Linked DNA regions of Canis lupus: region 2 is linked to region 1. Evidence: chromatin contacts called from public Hi-C data. All regions are on one chromosome and are shown on one strand. Each heading gives the region's core, a stretch centred on a gene start, on an enhancer-like site or on the middle of the called end of the contact. The rest is flanking DNA. Distances are from core to core; before and after follow the strand shown. Region 1 holds the start of RNF130 (E3 ubiquitin-protein ligase RNF130). Region 2 holds the start of TBC1D9B (TBC1 domain family member 9B).

Region 1 (3,578 bases), core at 459-2,958:
GCTACGCATGGAGACCTTATCCCTCTCTGTATCCCATGCTTTGAAAGACCCTTGTAAGGACAAAGCAGTAGGAGGCATGAACATGTCAGGTGGAGGCAGACCAGGGCATACCAAGTAAGAGGAGCAGAGCAGAGAGATCCCCACCGGACCCCGGGTTGTCTGGGCAGGGAATTCCAGGTCTCAGGTGCCAGAACATGGGTTCCTTAGTCCAAAGAATCCTTGCTCTGTGATGAGGGTGGCAGCTGCAGAAGGGCCAGAGTAGCTCCTACTAAGCCTAAGCGCTAGGCCCAGGGAGAGGACCTGGTTATTTTGGTCTGGGGACTGTACTTCCTGGAGGCATGTAAATAAAATACAATCCAGCGTCGATATGGCCAGGAAGTAGACAGGTGATGGCACTGAGGGTGAAGGGGAGAAATTGTGAAGGCTGTTGCTAAAGAGTCACCCAGGGACATCTGCTATTTTAGCCAGCACTGCATCCAGACCGTTTACCTGGAAACAGTGCCTCGGTTTTCCTTTGTGAAGCTTCCTCTTTCTGGGATATTCAGTACATTTGGTTGGGCAAGGTTGACTCCACCCCTTTCCTCTATAAGATTCAGAGGATCCGGGCCTGGCCAGTCGGGAGATGCTGTTTCCTTCTACCTCAGAGTAGGAAGGACCACACTGCCCAGTGGTCTATAAGCTCCTGGATTCAGCTACACCTGACGCAAGACCCATCCCTCCCCTTCGTTTATGCTTTAAAAGGGCACACAGCTTAACTGACAATGTGTGTGTGTGTGCTGGGAGCTGGTTGGGTCTCACCGGTCTCCTCCTCGTCCAGTGATTTTGGAAGTTTAGTCTAGTCAACCTTGTCAACAAGAGATCCTTGTCAACCACACAGGTGCCCTGGCAATTCTGGGTGTTGCGGGCCCCCACGTCTCCTTGCCGAGAGGCGCGTCCTCTCCTCTGCCCTGCATCACGTCAATGATAGGACTAGCAGCTGAGCTGCTAAAATGTGAAATCTCGTATGAATTTATTTTTTTTAGTTAAGGTTTTAACCGTTTTTTCTTTTGCATTCTCGTTGCAAACTTTCCCACGGCTTTGGGAAAGCTCTCGGGCTCCAGCCCCGCGCCCCTCACGCAGGACGCACGGCCCCGGCCGGCGGCTGGGACCCTCGTGCAGGCGGGCGGGAGCGGGCAGGGCCTAGCGCGCAGGCGCGCGGGGGCGGGGCAGCGCCGCAGGCCTGCGCGGTGCCGCTCGGCCGCCGGCTGGGGCGGGGGGGAGGGGGCGGGGGGGGAGGGGGCGGGGCGGGGCGGGGCGGGCGAGCGCGCGGGGGCGGCAGTCCGGCCCGCGCCGTGTGTGCTCCACAGGCGCTCGGTGGGGCGCGCCTCCCGGAGCCGCCCGCCTGACCCCAGCCGCCTCCAAGCAGGGCGCCCCCGACGCGGCGGGACCAGCCCCGGGGGATGGAGTGGGCCCGTCCGCACGGCCCAAGGTGGGCCCCGAGGAGAAGACCCCGCGCGGCCTGACGCGCGCCCTCGCCCAGGGGCTCATGGGCGCGTCCCCGCCGGCGGGCCGCGGACGTGAGGGCGGCGAGCGGCGGGGCCCCGGCGCCGAGGAGGGCCGTGCTCGTGCCCGGCTCCGCGCAGGCCGCGCGCGCGCGCTCCCGCCGCAGCGCCGGCCGCGCCCGCCCCGCCTCTCGGCGCCGGCCCCGGAGCCCGGTCCGCGAGCGGCGGCGGCGGCGGCGGCGGCGGCGGCGGCCGGAGGGACGATGAGCGGCGCGGCGCGGGCGGGCCCGGCCCGGCTCGCCGCGCTCGCTCTGCTGACCTGCAGCCTGTGGCCGGCGCGGGCCGACAACGCGAGCCAGGAGTACTACACGGCGCTCATCAACGTGACGGTGCAGGAGCCCGGCCGCGGCGCGCCCCTCACGTTCCGCATCGACCGCGGGCGCTACGGGCTCGACTCGCCCAAGGCCGAGGTCCGCGGCCAGGTGCTGGCGCCGCTGCCCATCCACGGGGGTGAGTGCGAGGCCGCGGAGGGGACGCGGCGGCGGCGGCGGCGGCGGGGGCGGGGGCGGGGGCGGCCCGGAGAGCCGGGACGCGGGGGCGGCGGAGACTGCGGCCCCCTCCGCGCGGGGCCCGGGGTGCCGGTCCTGTGCAGCCCGGCCTCCCGGCGGCTGGCGCTGAGGTCCCGACGCGTCTGGGGGCTTTCCTCTCCTTTGAGGAAGACTCGAAAGCGTTCTTTGTCGTCGAGGCCGCTTGTTCGCGGGGGCATCGGGCTGCGAGTTTGCGGGGACCGGCCAGACAAAGGAGGGGGCGGAGGAGCGCACAACTCGTTCCCGGGGGACGGGGTCCCGACCTGCCTTTCGGAGCCGGCAGGCTCGTCCCGGAGATCCCAGACTTCACGCTGCACTGGATCTGCAAGGATAAGGCCCTTTTCTAACGCAAAAACGTGCCGTTTTTGTTAAGTGGCAAGTGGGAGGAGGGTGAGGAGGAATGGGCATCTTCCCTGTTGCTTTTGGCTCCTGTCCCGCCCCAGGAGTCTTACTGTAATTTGACGCCTGAAAATCTCACGTTATGAAGAATCTGATACCGGTGGGGACCAGTAGCCAAGTCTTCGGGGCACGGGTGCAGACCATAGTGGAAATAGATAACATTTTCAAGAATTGTCTTTGAAGCCCTTTGGCTTATCCTCATGACTTCCTAAAACACGCAGGGTCTGTTTAATGATTTGGTATAAAACGTATATTTGTGTAAATTGTTGGCCATGTTTTCAAGGACCCTTTCTTCCTTTGGATATTTTCTGTGGGCTGTTTTTTTGTTGTATTTGGTTGTTTTCGTTTTTTTGCGGGTTTTTTTTTGTTTTGTTTTGTTTTCCACTGCGAACTTTTTGGGAAATGCCTGCTATCTTCTCCACCCCCACACTCATCCTGAGAATGCTGAGGGGACTTTTTTTTTTTTTTTTGAGCTGCTATTCATGTTAAGATGACCTAAACAAGGCAGCCTAAATAAGGTAATGGTGTTTGTTTTTGTACTCACAATATTAAAACATCGTGCCTCTCCTGAGATGTGCATTTGTGTGCTGAACCGGTGAGCTGTTTTATACTGACTGAAGAAAAAGAATCCTACGAGGCTTTCTTTCCCTGTAGCTTGCTTACCCCCCCCCCCCCCCCCATTTAGACCTGCCCTCTCAAAGTTCATTTTTACGCCAACAGTCTGGGGCTTCATGTGCATATCCTCATCTCCACTTTGTTAGAAATGGCTGTTAGGGTCCCAGCTTGCCTGCAGAAACAACTTTGGTCTTTCGTTCATTTAGTAAATATTTGTGTGCCTGTTCTGTGCCAGTCACTGTGGTTGGATCACAGAATGTTGCCAAACTATGGCACTAACAATGGTAGCCTATTTTCTGGTGCTGAGAACCATGAGGGTCACGTGGTAGGGGAGGAAGAGGAAGAGAGCGAGGCAAGCTGTTCTGAAGCAAGAGCTGGCCCTGTGTGGTGTTTTGTAATCTGTGGTTTTTCTTTGGGGCTGGGTTCCTTCTGGCACCCTAAATCCATGATCCTCACTTTAGATTCTTGCCTACAGAGTGTGCCATGTTTAAAGACT
Region 2 (3,578 bases), core at 641-3,140, 150 kb after region 1:
CTGTCATGAATAAATAAATAAATAAAATCTTTTTAAAAATCAAAAATAAATAAATAAAAAGTTCCAGGACGCCTGGGTGCCTCAGTGGTTGAGCATCTGCCTTTTGCTCAGGGCATGATCCCAGAGCCCTGGGATTGTGTCCCGCATTGGGCTCCCCACAGAGAGCCTACTTCTCCCTCTGCCTGTGTCTCTGCCTCTCTCTGTGCCTCTCATGAGTAAATAAATAAAATATTTTTTAAAAATAAAGCATAGTTATCAAAAGGTGATCTCCACTTCAGCAGCATCAACATCACCTAGGAACCTGCTAGAGATGCAAACACTCTGAGGTGGAGCCCAGCAACCTGTGTTTTAACAAGCCTCACAGGTGATTCTTTTTTTTTTAAGATTTTATTTATTCATGAGAGACACAAAGAGAGAGAAAGGCAGAGACACAGGCAGAGGGAGAAGCAGGCTCCATGCAGGTAGCCCGATGTGGGATTCAATCCCAGGTCTTCAGGATCACACCCCAGGCCAAAGGCAGTGCTAAACCGCCGAGCCACGCCCGCTGCCCCTTGCAGGTGATTCTGATGCATGCTCAAGCTTGAGAACCACTGGCAGGAGGAAACAAAATAACTTTTTGTGGCCTCTCAGGGTGTTAACAATTATTCCAAATTCCCGCGGTAGATTACTCCCCAGAGAGCACAGTATCAGTTTAAGCTTCCAAGGTCTTCAAGAATGATGGCCTCTGCATTTTGATTCAATCTCAGCGACATTTTAGAAGACTTTTGATCACCCTGGCTGCCAACCACGGAAGTGCCTACTTGACCTACATCCATCATATTGGATTCTTGAATGCCAGTGACAGAAACCCAATTGGCAACCGGCTTAGGCCTCCCAGGATGATCCCATAGTTCCCCCTTCCCTTTGCCTTCCAGTAGGATCCTGCTGCTGGCCTGAGCCACCAGCAGGATCCTGCAACCCAAGTGACACTGGACATTCTGGATTGCCCGAGATGGAGTTCACAGCACTCCCTTTCACTCAAAAACAGTGCTTGAACTGTAAGAGGTCGTCCCCTACAGGCCAGCACTGGGAGAGCAGGGATGCACATCCCCTGCCCATCGCGCTGCTGCCCACGGCTAGGAGGAAAACCTCAATGTCCCAGGCCCAGCCCTGTCCGTGAACCCTAGACCTCCAGCCTTGTCTGTGAATCCTAGACCTGCAGCCGTGTCCGTGTACCCTAGACCTGCAGCCCTGTCCCTAAACCTTAGACCTCCAGCCCTGTCCCTGAACCCTACACCAGCAGCCCTGTCCCCATCTGTCAGGTGCGTAGACTGCACGGATTTCCGAGGATCCTGCCAGGGCTTTCTGACAACCTGTCCTCGGCTCCGGGCTCCCGGAGGTTCTCCTAGCCTCGGCCCGAGGGTCCGAATTCTGCGAATGACGACAGTCGTCTCTAACCCTTTCCAGCCGCCGTCCGCTCCGTCAACCCGCCCTGGGGCGCGCTGCACCCGCGGCCCAAAGTGTATTTGCCGGCGCTTTGTCTTCGCACCGATCCCTGCCAAAATCCTGTCCAGGTTTTCGCAAAACGCCAGGGGCCGACTCTCCGCACCACCGGTTCCTCCAGCCTGGGCACTCGGGCTTCCCGGCCGGAGGCTCGCGTCCCCGGGGCTGGCCCGCGGCCCCTACCGGAGTCCGCCGCGCCGGGCCCGAGCAGAAGGCGGAGACCCGAGGCCGAGGGCGGGGCGGGCGCCGCCCGGGAGCTGCGCGCGCCCGGCGCTCCCGGAGCCCGCGTGTGCTGGTCCGCGCGCCCGCCAGGGGGCGCCCGCCCGCCCGCCCGGCCCGGCCCGCCCCGCCCCGCCCCGGCCCGCCCCGCCCCGCCCCGCCCGCTCCGCCCCGCCCGCTCGCTCCGGCGCGGCGGCGGCGGTGGCGGCGACGGTGGCGCTTCCGCCTGGCGGGCCTCGGCCCGGTGCGAGCGGCCCCACGATGTGGCTGGGCCCCGAGGAGGTGCTGGTGGCCAACGCGCTGTGGGTGACGGAGCGGGCCAACCCCTTCTTCGTGCTGCAGCGGCGCCGCGGCCACGGCAAGGGCGGCGGCCTCACGGGTGAGGGCGAGCGGCGGCCGGGCCTGGGGACGCGGCGGCCTGCGCGGGGCGGGGCGGGCGGGCGGGCGGCAGCTGCGGGCGCGGGGGCCGGCGGGGGCGGGGGCGGGGGCGGGCGCGGGCCTCAGGAGGCTGGTCCGACGGGCCGGCCTGGGGCGGCCTCTGCCCCGACGCGCTGCCGGGAGCCCCGGGGGCTTCGCCGGGCGTGCGCAGCCTCCCAGCCTGGGAGTCAGAGCTGAAAGTCGGCGACACCGCCTGGCCCCTGGCCTCTGCCTCAGTTTCTCCAGGTGCCTCCGAGGAGCCAAACGACACACGTTTTCTTTTGCGTCTTCCCCCCCCCCCCCCCGAACTACCCTTGTAGCCACTCCGACGCCCTGGCCTCGGCCCCCCCCCCCCCCCCGGTTCCTCCCCGCCCACCTTTCCTGCCTCCTGGCGCCCCGGAGCCGAGCCGCACACGGAGGCTGCACCTGATTACCTGTAAGGCTGTTCGGAGGAGCCAGCAGGGTGCCTCGTCGTCCGTCCGGGCAGCACCTCCTGGAGTTGTGTGGCATGTGGCATCCCCGACGAGCCGGCTGGGCCTACCCCCTGCAGGCGTCTTCCGAGGTCCCTCGTGCTCTAAGCCCGCGTGGTCACTGCCCGCCCAGCTCGGGCAGGCTCGGGGCTGGACCAGTGTCTGTGCTTCTCACAAGTTATCAACAGAAATTTCCTTGAAACATCCTGATTGTAAACATGTGCGGCGAAAACGGCCCTGCCAGATGCAGGCAGAAGTTTCCTCCGCGGCCACCCTCTCCTGCGCCACACCTCCTAGTGTGGAAGACGCTGTGCCTTTCCTAAGAAAATTGTGTTCCCTTCAGTGCCTGGGGTGCCGCCCACAGCCTCAGGAATCACAGGAGCCGGTCCTGGACCCTTGTCCTGGGCTAGCGGTTCACTGGAGGTCAGATAACAGCCCCTCCGGGTATCCTGAGCCATGGTGAGCCTCCGAAACTAGCTGCAAGCGCATGTAGGAAGGCAAGGCACGGTGCCCAGTACCTTCTGTTGCATACCGGTGTATCCAATTTGGCCGGTGCACTTCCACTCTTGTTCTGTGCTCTGTGCTTCTAAACATCAGCTCAGAGGGCGGGTGGGACCCTCTGTGCTCCACTCTGCCTTCCTTTGCACAGAAGGCCCTTTCCACCTCACCCATCTCCCTCCCTCCCAGAACCACTCCTTCAGCTCCCTGTTCCGTGGCCCCTGGCAGGGCCTTCCCTGTGCCATCGTAGACACCGTGGCCTCCTGAACCCTGCCTCCCCAAGGGAGGAACAGTTAGTGATGTGGTTTTGTTCAAGCTGGCTTTTAAAAACACCTGCCAGCCTGGATCCTTCATTGAAGAGTCTGAGTATGATGAGATGGTCTGCCCGTGAAAAAGCTTTCAGGTCTCGAAACATGGATATGCCAACAGAATAAGCATTAAAATAAGGTTTCCAAGACCAGAAGAGAAGCTTCATCAGGGACTATGAAGAAA

Evidence for each region. Hi-C and Micro-C count contacts between places; a contact is called where the count stands out from the background.
Region 2: a Hi-C map of blood shows a contact between it and region 1, with 4 times the contacts expected there. The contact joins the promoter of TBC1D9B here to the promoter of RNF130 in region 1. A contact is called at or near these places in 3 of 9 Hi-C or Micro-C datasets (amygdala and blood).

Annotation. Positions count from the first base shown.
Region 1 is chr11:1,906,744-1,910,321 of UU_Cfam_GSD_1.0, forward strand. RNF130 (E3 ubiquitin-protein ligase RNF130) reads left to right here and starts at 1,709. Exons shown (of 8, transcript XM_038551735.1): 1 at 1,709-1,991. The coding sequence starts at 1,745.
Region 2 is chr11:2,053,422-2,056,999 of UU_Cfam_GSD_1.0, forward strand. It overlaps TBC1D9B (TBC1 domain family member 9B), which reads left to right and starts at 1,891. Exons shown (of 21, transcript XM_038551741.1): 1 at 1,891-2,080. The coding sequence starts at 1,963.